Regions from separate parts of the Gossypium hirsutum genome. Here region 1 is linked to region 2. Evidence: chromatin contacts called from public Hi-C data. All regions are on one chromosome and are shown on one strand. Each heading gives the region's core, a stretch centred on a gene start, on an enhancer-like site or on the middle of the called end of the contact. The rest is flanking DNA. Distances are from core to core; before and after follow the strand shown. Region 1 holds the start of LOC107920702. Region 2 has its middle 12 kb from the start of LOC121225963.

Region 1 (6,322 bases), core at 2,400-4,899, 230 kb after region 2:
TTAATTTTCTGCTGTGTAAGAAAACCATTTTCAAACCAAAATTTTTCCAACAGTCACAACATTGAGAATAAGAGGTTAACATTGTGACTTCAGCAGGGGATGTCACAATGTTGAGGGTAGGGAAATCCAATGTCATGACCTCAATAGGGGAGAATCGCGACCATGGGGACAAAAGATCAATGTCGCAGAATCCCCCAAACTTTGCATCATTTAATTCAAACCTATCAATCTCACAATTCAAATGGTCTAAGTGATCCAAAAATGCAATTCAATTAATCTTAAACATTATTTCAATGACCCAATTAACTTCATTAACATTCATAACATCTTAATACATATAATCTTAAGCATATCCAAATCCATTTAAGTCATATGCTTCATACATATATATATTTTCTATTTATATGCTCCTATTCAAGATAACATTTTTCATCCAAAGTACCAAAATGACATTTCTCAATATAAGACCAACTCAACCTTAGGTACATGCCACTTATTGATAACATAATGAGACTATACAAACTTACTGAGTTGAAATTTATGATCTGGATGCTATTTCCCTTCTTGAAACCTCGAGATCAACTGCTACCAATAAACGAAAATAAACAACCATCGCTAAGCGATAAAGCTCAATGGTATTTTCATTATTCAAATAAATAATAAAATAATAATAGCATGTCAAAAATACAATCAAAATATGATCTAATTATCAACAATTTCTATTCATTCATGTCTCATGTACCAAATTCATACCCTATTTCATTTGGTAAACTCATATAAATATACTATTTTTGCTCTCTATCATTGCATTACATTCATTTATATTCCATAACATATGATTCATTCACCTCAATTTCTCATTTCTTTTTTTAGTCTATTTATTCGACTCAAATCCATATTTTCCCTTAGGGCTCAATTAAATTGGTTCACAAAATCTTTCACATGTTATTGTTTGTCACATTTGACATATATATACATGATATACCATTTTTCATCAACATTTCATATCAAATATCATTTAGCAAGCTCATGTTTTATAATCCTTATTACTGAAACACGAACTTAAGATAGATACACGGATCATCCAACCATCACACCAATATATTTGGCACCCAATGCCTCATCGAAACGTCAAAAGTATAAATTGCGCTTTGCGCCTTATTGGTATAACCGAAGTAAAGTGTGATCCGCACCTTATCAGACATTCAAAGTACAATATGCGCTCTGTGCCACATTGTATAAATCGAAGTATAATCTCGTACACTAATCCTATGGCATGCCAACTATACCCGACTTTGCCCGGGACAAGTAATAGGGTAACCAATGATTCTAACACACATACATATTTATGATCTTATATCGGAATTTTATATAATACAAACTATATCACGCTCAAATCAATTAGATTGTTAATACTCCATACCATCAAATAAAATTTGAATCATGAGACAAACAGAATATTTTACCTTAAATAAGCTAGTTTGTATCTAAACATACATATCTATGCATGTTGAATTCAAATCATGAAAATACAAACCGTATTCGTTACTTGTCTACGACTCTTATCTTTCCTTTCTCTCGTGATGGCCCAACGTCATTTTTAACTTCATTCGATAATTCAATTATAAAAATGATTTTAGTTCACATTCAAACACATAATCAACATATTTTGCATTTTATTCATTTTAGTCCCTATATTAAAAATACTCATAATTGTCCATATCTTACATCGGATCAAAACTCAATTTCATATTCTTTCATTAGGGACCCTATATTTTTCATCTCTAGCATAATTTCATGATCTTTAATTTTATTCAATATGGTCCCTAATATGAAAATTAACTAAATATTTAATTCTAAGCTATTTTCCCTATCTTTCAATACAATCATAGTAAAATCTAAGTTCAACAACTAGATATCTACCATTATCAAGCTCAATTTCATCAACCTCCAATAATGGTAACTTGTTGTACACTTAGAAATTACAAAATTTAAAGCATGGGTGTGATGAACTAAGCTTAGATGATTAAGATTTTTTTTTTTAAATCACAACAAATTGCTTCCTTACATGCTCAATTGAATGGCCGAAAGTTAAATGGATGAGCAATGTTTTCTTCTTTTATTTCTCAAGCCTAGACAGTTGAAAGCTTAAGGAAGAAGATGATAATGTTGTCATCTCCCACTTAAGTTAATATATATGCTTAGATTAAAGATAAATTAATCTTAATTAATCATGTTTATTTCACTAATTTATCATATTTATATTTATTAATTACAATTATATCAATTAAATGGCTACATCATCATTTCCCACTATGTCAGAAAAAAAAATTTTAAAAACCAGTTAGGTGCTTTGGATAATTGCCAACTAAGTCCTCAAGCATTTTCTAAATTATAATTTAATAGTGATTGGACTTTTACAATTTAGTCCCTAAACTTTAATTAATGATTTTTTCGGTTAAATTACTTAATCGGTCTTTAATATATTTTTATACCAGCTCTGTAAATCTTCTTATTTTATCTTTACGAACTCAGTTTAAGGAAATGGGGTTCCGAAATTGTATTTTTCGACACTAACAAAAGTTCAGTCGTTACATTTCCCTCATTTTCTCTCACTTTACCAATTTTTGAAAATTTCATCTACTTTTATTTAAATTTAAATTTTTATAATTTTTAAAATTTAAAAAAGGAATTTCAAATTTTTATTATATTATATATAATTAGGGTCAAATTGACAGAAAGTATAAAAATCAAGGACTAAAATTGTTATTATACCAACTAAAAATTATCGTTTAACCATAGGTGACAAAATATTTGAAAACGAAAGTGATCAAATTGTAACATTTTTGTAGTTAAGTGACCAAAATAAAAATTTACCCATAATTTTGTGATTAATGGTGGAATTTACCCTAAAATAAAAATAAAAAGTCATGGGTAAATTACACCACAGGTTACTCAACTATGGGTCATTTTCTTTTTGATCATCCAACTATGAATTTTTTTTAGATTGATCAACCAACTATGGATTTGTTTCTTTTTTTTTTGTCACCCAACTATAATTTTTTAAAATTGGTCACATAATTAATCGAGATTATATTTTTTAGTCCATTTCCATTAATTGCACTAATGGAAAGGTGACATGATAGTTGAAAAATCGGCATAACAATAAATTTAGCCCTTAACTTTTACATAATATATTGATTTATTCATAATTTTAAAAAATTAACCCTAAAAATTTACAATTGATCTCAATTTGATCCTAATTTCTAAAAAGATTCAAAGAAATATATAAAAATACATAAATATTTCAAATAAATAATAATAAAGTTATATTTATATTTATATTTATATTTATATTTATATTTATATTTATATTTATATTAAATAAAAATTAAGATCAAATTGAGACCATTTGTAAATTTTGAGAGTTAATTTTTTAAAATTATGATTAAATCGATATAATATATAAAAGTTAAAAGTTAAATTTGTTATTATATTGATTTCTCAACTGCCATGTCACTCTCCCGCCAGTGCAATTAACAAAAATGGATTAAAAAAATACAATCTCGATTAATTAGGTGACAAAAAAGAAACAAATTCATAATTGAGTGACAAAAGATAATAACCCATAGTTGGATGACATATGGGCGTAGTTTACCCAAAAGTCATAGATGAAATGTGAAGATTGGATCTGCGAAGTACATCACCACATGTCCACTTCCACACGTTACTATCATCCACCTTTAATGTGCTACGTCACTTCTAATTTTTGAAACGCCACCGTATCAAGTGTCCTTTCCCTCTCGTCTTTTGCTTTATTTTTCTTTCCGCCGTAAATCCACCATGGGATACACCTTCATCTTTGTTTCATCGGCACACTGAAACCTTTAGAATCTCCAAAGCTACGTCGTTTCTGAAGTCATGGGACAAATCCTAGAAAAAATCCATGGTAAGCTTTTTTCTCTCCCTTTTAAATTTCCCTTTATCTCGAAACTTTGTTATTCAAAAGTTTATGATATTTGAAACCCAGAAGTCGATTCTTTTAAATCATGGGAATTAAGGGCGCTTTTTAATATATATATATTAGTATATATTCCATAGAAAGGTATTCTCTTTTAGCCGTATCTTATTTTTGTAAAGACTATATTATATTTAAATTAAAAAGAAAAGGTCTAACTTTTTGTTTTCTATAGAAAATTTAAATTTCTAATTTTTATTGTTTTAAAAGTACAGGTCAAATTAAGCTTTAATTATCGCTTCAGAGAAATGGGCATCTGGAATTATGATGGGTAGATGTTCATGTTGAGTGATTAGTTTGAACAAGTGTTTTTTCATGGCTTCTGCTTTCATTGATATTTACCGTGCTGGGTTGGATTTGATATTCTCTGGAAACTGTATTTTATTAGTATTGGGTTTAATGAGAGGAAGTAACATTTCACTGTTTGTAGTGCTATAAGCGAGTATTTGATAGTTTAACACTTGCTTTTTGCAGGGAAGGAATGGAGAAAGAGACAGATTAGGAAAATCAGTGATAAGGTTTTTGAGCGTGTCAAAAATCAATCAGGAAGAGCTACTTTGACATTTGAAGATCTATATATCGCTGTCTTGCTGGTGTATAAGTGAGGAATTTTGCTTATACGTTCTATGTTTCATTCATTTCATAATCATGCAATGGTACATGTACTGTTAACCGCTTTCTATGTTAAATGCATCTTTAATTTATTCCTTCTGTAGTGATATTAATAAGCGTTTGCCTGGGCCGCACTTTGATCCACCCTCTAAGGACCAAATCAGATCAATGATGCAGGTAATCTACAACTCTTTCTTGAGAATATACATTATATACTTTACTGGGTTTAATTTGTCAAATTTGATCTTCGTTACTTTTCTAAAACTGAAAAGTTAGTCCAACTCGGTAAACACTATTGAATCTTGTTATAAAATCATTGACTTACAAACTAGCAGTTCATAGATTTATATGCAAGGAAGCAAAACTCACCGGTTCAACAATTTATATATAATAAATTAGTAAAAATTAATAGTTCAAGCTCAAGTTCATGTATTTATCAACAATTACACTAATTTCTCAGTTTCTATAACATAGGTGAATTTCATAATTAGACCCAGTTTGATACAGTGAATGTTATGAATATGCTTGAGCAGCTTGCATTTGATATTCTGTATAATGTGTAATTGATTGACACGGTGTATCAGAGAACATAGCTAATGATCAATGGATGTCACTGCATGTTTACATGTTTTAAGAATAAAAGTTAATTATTTGAGTGCTTTTGGTAGAAAGGAAGCTCCTCAAGTTTTAAAGGGTGCATTTGTGAAGGTTGATAGTCTGATAGGAAGGATGTCATTTTGTTAATCAATCTCGAATCAATATTTCGTTATCGAAAATAGTCTGAGGGCTGGACCCTCAACAAGTTTAGTATTTTCTTTGAATCGGATCTCGTCTCTCAGCTCGACCGAAAGCCTGGTAGGTTTACAAAGCGGGAGCGCCTTGTATTGCAAGAACAGGAAGAGGTCATTGCATGAGCGAGAAGAAGCCATGGTTGCCAAAGAGCAAGTGCATGGCGCCATGGTTGCTGAAAAGCAAGCTCATGGCAAGGCTCGAGCCCAAGACCTCCAGCATATAGAGTAGGGGTGATCATTCAATTGAATCGAGTGAAAATTTCAAGTTAATCGAGTTGATGTGTTCTATTTTATGATCGTAACTCGATTAAAATGAAATTTAAGTCGAGTTGAATCGAGTGAAATTAAAAAATTAAATATATCAAATTAAAATCTTGTTACAATATAATTAATTCTATGTTAGAGAACATAAATTTGAAACCATATATATTTGAAAAAAATTTCAAAGCAAAATAAGAAAAAAAAGTACTTTAGTGTGATAGAGTTAAATCATTAATTTAACTTATTTAGGTCTCGAAGTTATTTTTTTAGAAAAATTTTAACTTTATATATTCTTTAGAATTTTGGAATTTTTATAAATATTTTGAATTTTAAAATTATATTGATTTTTTTTTTGTAATTATTGTTGAGAAATCAATTTACTCATTTTCAAAATTGACAGGGACAAAGGGGTTATTTACACCAATTTGTTATTCGAATTGTTCAAATTGTAAGATTCAACTGGAACTTGAAACTCGAATTTTTTATTTGAGTTGACTCAAAAAAATCGAATAACTTGATTCAATTAACTTGAAATTCAAATTCTTTTAGATTTTATTGAATTGAATCGAGTTTTATTCACCTTTAATATAGAGGGACTTGAGGGAGCCATGGTACCATTTGAGCTAGCTTTTAAACAATC
Region 2 (5,695 bases), core at 2,419-4,918:
GTGCTTCGATTGACAACAATATCAAAGGAACCAGCCCACGCATCACGCTTTGTTAGAAATTCTTTGAGATTGAAAATCTTCTTAAGTGTTGCTGCAATGGAGGAATGCTCGAACTCTGATGTAGGATCTGGCCCTGATGGCCTATGCAACACTGAATTCAGCATACTCAATGTCAGCCACATTTTTATCCAAACCAATCTGAGTAAGCTTGGTTATAAGCAACATATCATAATCTTGCATCCGGACTTACCTGTTCCAGGCTCAATCCAAGGGGAAACCATAATGGCAGGAACCCTGCAACCAAGACGATCAAACTTGAAGTTATAAGGCTCAGGACCGACAATATCATCGGGGCTAGGGACTCCGGTTGGTGTCGGAACATGGTCATAGAAACCACCATGTTCATCATATATGACCAGGAACAAGATTTCATTCCATTGAGGACTTGATCTGAGCGCTTCATAGATTTCCTTCACAAGCTTCTGGCCCTCTGAGACGTCATGGGAAGGGTGGTCCTCGTTTGCAGCAGCTGTTAAAATGTCAAAATATCTGGGCTCAATCACCACATAATTTGGTAGCTTCCCATCCTTACAGTGACGCTTGAAGCTTAGATCGTATTGATGGAAATTGTCCACATATTTCAAGTGCCTAAGCTTCCTGATATTAATTAATGAAACCATATTATCAGCATCAATTAATTCATATTAGTACATCTCTTCTATTATATGATCTTTGTAAGAATAATGAGATTTATTTACGTCTCTTTTCTTTCATTTGTAGATGGATTTGGATTTTTTTTTCTCCAATCCACCGAATCTAAGTGATTTTATTTGTTATTAAGTTTTCTTTTTTAATTTTTTTATCTATAAATGTTTGAGATTCAAAAACAAAATTAATAAAAGTTGAAATAAAGTAAAATAAACATTTTCCCTTAGATATATCCAATAAAAATGTTGAATAATTGCATTGAGTCTTAGCTCGATTAGCATGGACATTGTTGTCTATGCAAGAGGACGTGAGTTTGAGTGCGTTCAACCACATTATCCTCTTATTTATAAGTTGGGGAGAAGTTATATGTAGTTTTAAATATTATATATACTAGATTATATCAATATATATTTATAAATGACTTATTTAACAATTAAATTATAGGTAAAATGGTAAAATATTTATAATCAGACCCTCATCATTTTCATGTTCAATCATTAGATATTTAGTTTTTTAGTTGATTTATTTAAATATTTTATATAAAAATAGTAAAAGATAATAACACAATTATATTAATATTCATTACTTTGTTAAAAAAATTATTTTTAGGTAATTTTTTTTGTTTAAATTGATGTCGAATTCACCTATGACGCCAATTTAATCAGCTGCATTATGTAAGTACCAGATTATGGCACACCAGGATAGGTAGGGGACATGCTCCCTCCCCCTCCCCCTCCCCCTAAATGGAACATTGCTCCTTAGACCTCTCTAAAATCAACAAAATTATAAGTTAATACAAAGTAAAATTATAGTTTGCCCTTAAAATGACAAATTTTTTATTCAAACTTTCTAACAATTATAATGATGTAAGCTAACATAATGGTGAAATTACATTTTAGCTTATAGAAATATATAGTTTAATTTCAGTCTCAAAATTTTTGACTTTGCCCTTGGCATCCTCGAAAATATATTATGTAAGAAATATATTTATAAAAAAAAATTAATATGAAAAACAAATGAGGTTTTGATTATTTTATAAAAACAATGAGAATTCAAATATTATAATATGTGGCTATTTTTTAAAATTTTACAGTAATATTAATTATTTTATAAAAAATATTTTTAATAATACGATAAATAATAAGCCATACCAACACAATTAAACATTTAAAAGAATAGTAATTATAGATAAACACTAACTTTAAATTTTACTTGACGTGTAATTATAGATGAATTAGTTGAAAGTTTGATTGAAAATACAAAAATTTCTTCTTTGAACACGTTACGTGTAATGTAGATCTAAAAATTGGCACCCAAAGTCAAGGAATCTTATTAGAAAGAAACAAAAATAACTTTACCTAAAACAAACACAAATCATTAAACTAAATGTAAAATATTAAACTTTGAATAAGATATGGTTTTGGAGAAAAAAACTTTGTATATATCTAAAAGGTAGGTAATAATAATAAAGAATTCAGCAGTAGTCATGATGTTTTTAATGATATTGAAAGGGTGTCATGATTTTAATTGGTCCCTGTTTATTGCTTTTCGTTAGCTATTGTTACCTTCACACTAGGAAAAAGGAAAAAATGAATTTTTAATTCATTTATTTTTGAAATGTCGTGTATTTTAATCTCTTAATAATTGATATTGTTTTATGAATAGTTAGTATTAATTTTTTTGGATTAAATAGTTAAAATTTTAAAGTTATTATATGTTTTAAGTTTATATTTAGAATTTAATTTTTAATTTAGTTTTTTTTTGAATTTAAAAATTAGGCCTAATTATTGACATCGTTAAATTTTTCTATTAAATTTGCTTTGTATGACATTTTAAAATTAAAAAAAATACTCACTCGATAATCATGTAATAAAAAATATCATTACAATATAAATATTGGCATTTTAATGATGTTAATAATTCTTTAAATTTACTTTGGTATTTTAATTAGGATAAACTATTTGATTAACTAATAACATTATAAACATTGAAGTATCAAATTATATAAAATATTCAAATATAAAGATCAAACCTCAAATTTTAATATTATATAAGGAGCGGAATTGAAATTTAATCATTTTATATCAAAAAAATTAAGGACGGAAATTAAAAATTAACCATTACAATATAAAAAAGAAGTCAGCGTCAAAGAAGGAAGGCTTCCTTTTATATATAGTATAGATATGGTAGTTGGGTATTCAATTTATATGCTAGCATTTTTTTTAAAATATATCATCTCCAAAGATAAAAATATGAACGAGAGAAAAAGTGTTCACATCTACCGACTACCATAGTTACCTAATTGGAAGCAAAAAAAAAAATGAAAACCAACTTAGAGGTTCTGATTTTAACGTGCTTAAATATATAATATTTTCAATTTTATAGGTTGAGGGAAAAAATATATGTAAATAAATCCCAATCAAACATAAGAAAATTTCTTTTTGAACAATTGATTGGATAAAAAAACAATTTGTCAGTAACAGAAATATGGTAAAAAAGAATTCTTGAAGATGGATTGATGGAACTTGTCAATTTCAAAATTTAATCTTGAAACAATAAAAATTATGATATAAGAGATAATAAGTGTGGATGACCTCTTAATTTAATAGCAAAAGCATTATATTATAAATACAAAAGTTTGAGTTCAATTTTAAATAATATTATTCTCCACTCCTAATTATTAAGAAATCTTTTAGTTATATTTTTTTTGTAAGTATATAAAAAGGTGTATAGCAATATGATATTTAATTAATTTTAATATTAAAAAGTGAATAGTGTATGAAGCTTTGGATTTGGATTGACGAAGAAAAAGAAGAGCAGCAAGTGGTTATTGTGTATGAGCTTTATTGTTTTTTAAAGTGGTTTATTATATTTTTAAAATTTCAATTATATGGGAATGGGACCCTTTCAACATTATTGGATTCTTGTGGTTTTGGATGGTGATGAGCGAAATAATTAAATTCTAAACAATCTTATTATGCAGCTAAAGTAATTGACTTTAAATAATAGAACATGGCCAGCCTATCATGATTCGGAAGTTAGATGACTCTAATTTTAATTAAATAAATTTACATACAATTTACAAGAAGGATACCATCAACCTAGTGTAAAAAAAAATTCTATTGAAAAAAAATTCAATTAATCTCGTATATTTTGATTTTGGACATTCCTACTACTCTTATAAAAAAGATATTCCTTTAAAATGTGTTAATTTTTTTTTATTAATCCTTGTATTTTATAAAATTATGAATTTAATCTTTATATTTTAATTTGATCAATTTTAGTCTCGGTCCTTTTCGAATAGATCAAATTTTATCCCTGTAGTCTTTGAATTTTGAAATTTTAATTCTAACTCAAATAGTAGCAGTTAAATATGTTTGATTAAATTTTATTACTAATATTGTATTATGGGTTTAGTAGTAGATTTAGTCAATATTCTCTAATTGGTCATTTTAAATCCTTATACTTTCGAATTTTAAAAATTTAATCTTGACATAAATGATAATTGTTTATCTACTAACTTGAATTTTAGTGAGTAATATATAAACATATCAAACTGATATGACATTAAATATATAATAATATACTTGCTGCATTAGATTTTGGAATTTAATTAATAAATTTAGTAATTATTGTTTGGTGATTACTAAAATTTTAAATTTTAAAATATACAAAAACTAAAAATGACCAAATCAAAATATAGAGATTATTTCCACAACTTTTATAAAAAAAATATAGATTAATATTAGAATTTATTTATTTTGTATTATAGTTAAAAGAGTGAGGAAAAAAGGCCACATAAATAAAATTTTAGAAAATATATTATATAAATGAAAGGTAAGGGAAAATAATAGAAAACCAAAATCTGACCTCCATCTCAATAATGGAAAACTTTTGTGAGCTGATGTGTATCAAAAGTTTGAAAAAAGTGTATACGTGCAGAAATTAATTCAGATTAAGATTGATATTAAATAAATATAAATTAATATCATCAAAGGAAATAATATTTAAAAAATAAAATTAATACCGTAATTCTATAGAATAAAAATTAAGAATTCCAGAAGAGCTAAGTTAAAATTATTACCTGTAAAAAAGCGTAGATGGAAAAGATTGATAATAAATCCCAAAGCTATATCCATTCTCTTCCAATGATTCAAATATAGTTTTTTGAGGAAATCCTTCGATAAGCTGTTGTGTGTTGTTGCTCATGGCACCATGCGACGTCGCTGAGTGTACGTAAAGCCTGTTAGGCTGCGTCGACGCCGGCAACGACGCAAACCATCGATCACACACTGCGAACTCCGTCACTAACTGCTTAAACACTGGCACAGCCTCCGGTTTAATTCATTACGGTCTCCGACAGCCCCGGAGTTGTACGTTCAGCATTTTGTACAAAACCGTTCATTTTTATCTCCGGGTTCGGATCCGGGTTGTTGGTATCCCACGTTTTGCCGGATACTTGTTCGTATATGGCTTGGAAAGAGTGGTCGGGGTCGGGATCAACGTAGCCGGCGGTGTCCTTGAAGGTGATTTGGGTGGAGTTGGGGTCGGAGGTGGAAATGGGGTTGGATTCGGAGCCTGTCACACCGCCGATTTCTGGGTTTATAGTTTTGAACCAGCCTAACATGTGGTCAAAGGAACGGTTCTCTTGAACCAAGACAACCACTGTTTTGATTGGAGATGGAGTTGCAGAGCTTGTTTCAACTGCCATTGTTGATATCTTGGAGCTTTCTTGACAAGCTCTTTGTTTCTGGCAAAATGGGGATTTTTTTTCTCTTTTTGGCCAGAAGCAAAATGGGATTAGCTTAATGTTTTTGGCGCTGAAAGTTACCCATATTATATATTAATGAATGAGAATGATGTGAATATTTTAAGTAATTTTAAACATAGGTGTTTTTGGCTTCCTAAAAAAACAAAAAACATGTGTTTTTGGCTAAAGTTCAAAACCTTTAATCATTTCATCTCCTCTCGATATTTTAATACATTG

The links. A called contact is a pair of places that touch in the nucleus more often than the background predicts.
Region 1: a Hi-C map of petal shows a contact between it and region 2, with 2.4 times the contacts expected there. The contact joins the promoter of LOC107920702 here to the enhancer-like site in region 2. A contact is called at or near these places in 13 of 34 Hi-C or Micro-C datasets (callus, fibers, hypocotyl and 3 more).

What each region holds. Positions count from the first base shown.
Region 1 is chrD13:32,223,098-32,229,419 of Gossypium_hirsutum_v2.1, forward strand. LOC107920702 reads left to right here and starts at 3,650. Exons shown (of 4, transcript XM_016850525.2): 1 at 3,650-3,949; 2 at 4,493-4,619; 3 at 4,735-4,807. The coding sequence starts at 3,922.
Region 2 is chrD13:31,994,448-32,000,142 of Gossypium_hirsutum_v2.1, forward strand. It overlaps the pseudogene LOC107926485. Among protein-coding and RNA genes, the nearest start is that of LOC121225963, 12 kb to the left of the region's middle. Within about 2 kb of position 3,669, at least 8 of the 9 cell types and tissues checked have an H3K27ac peak or open chromatin away from gene starts, as enhancers often do. A contact at or near this core is called in fibers and hypocotyl, where this site is marked.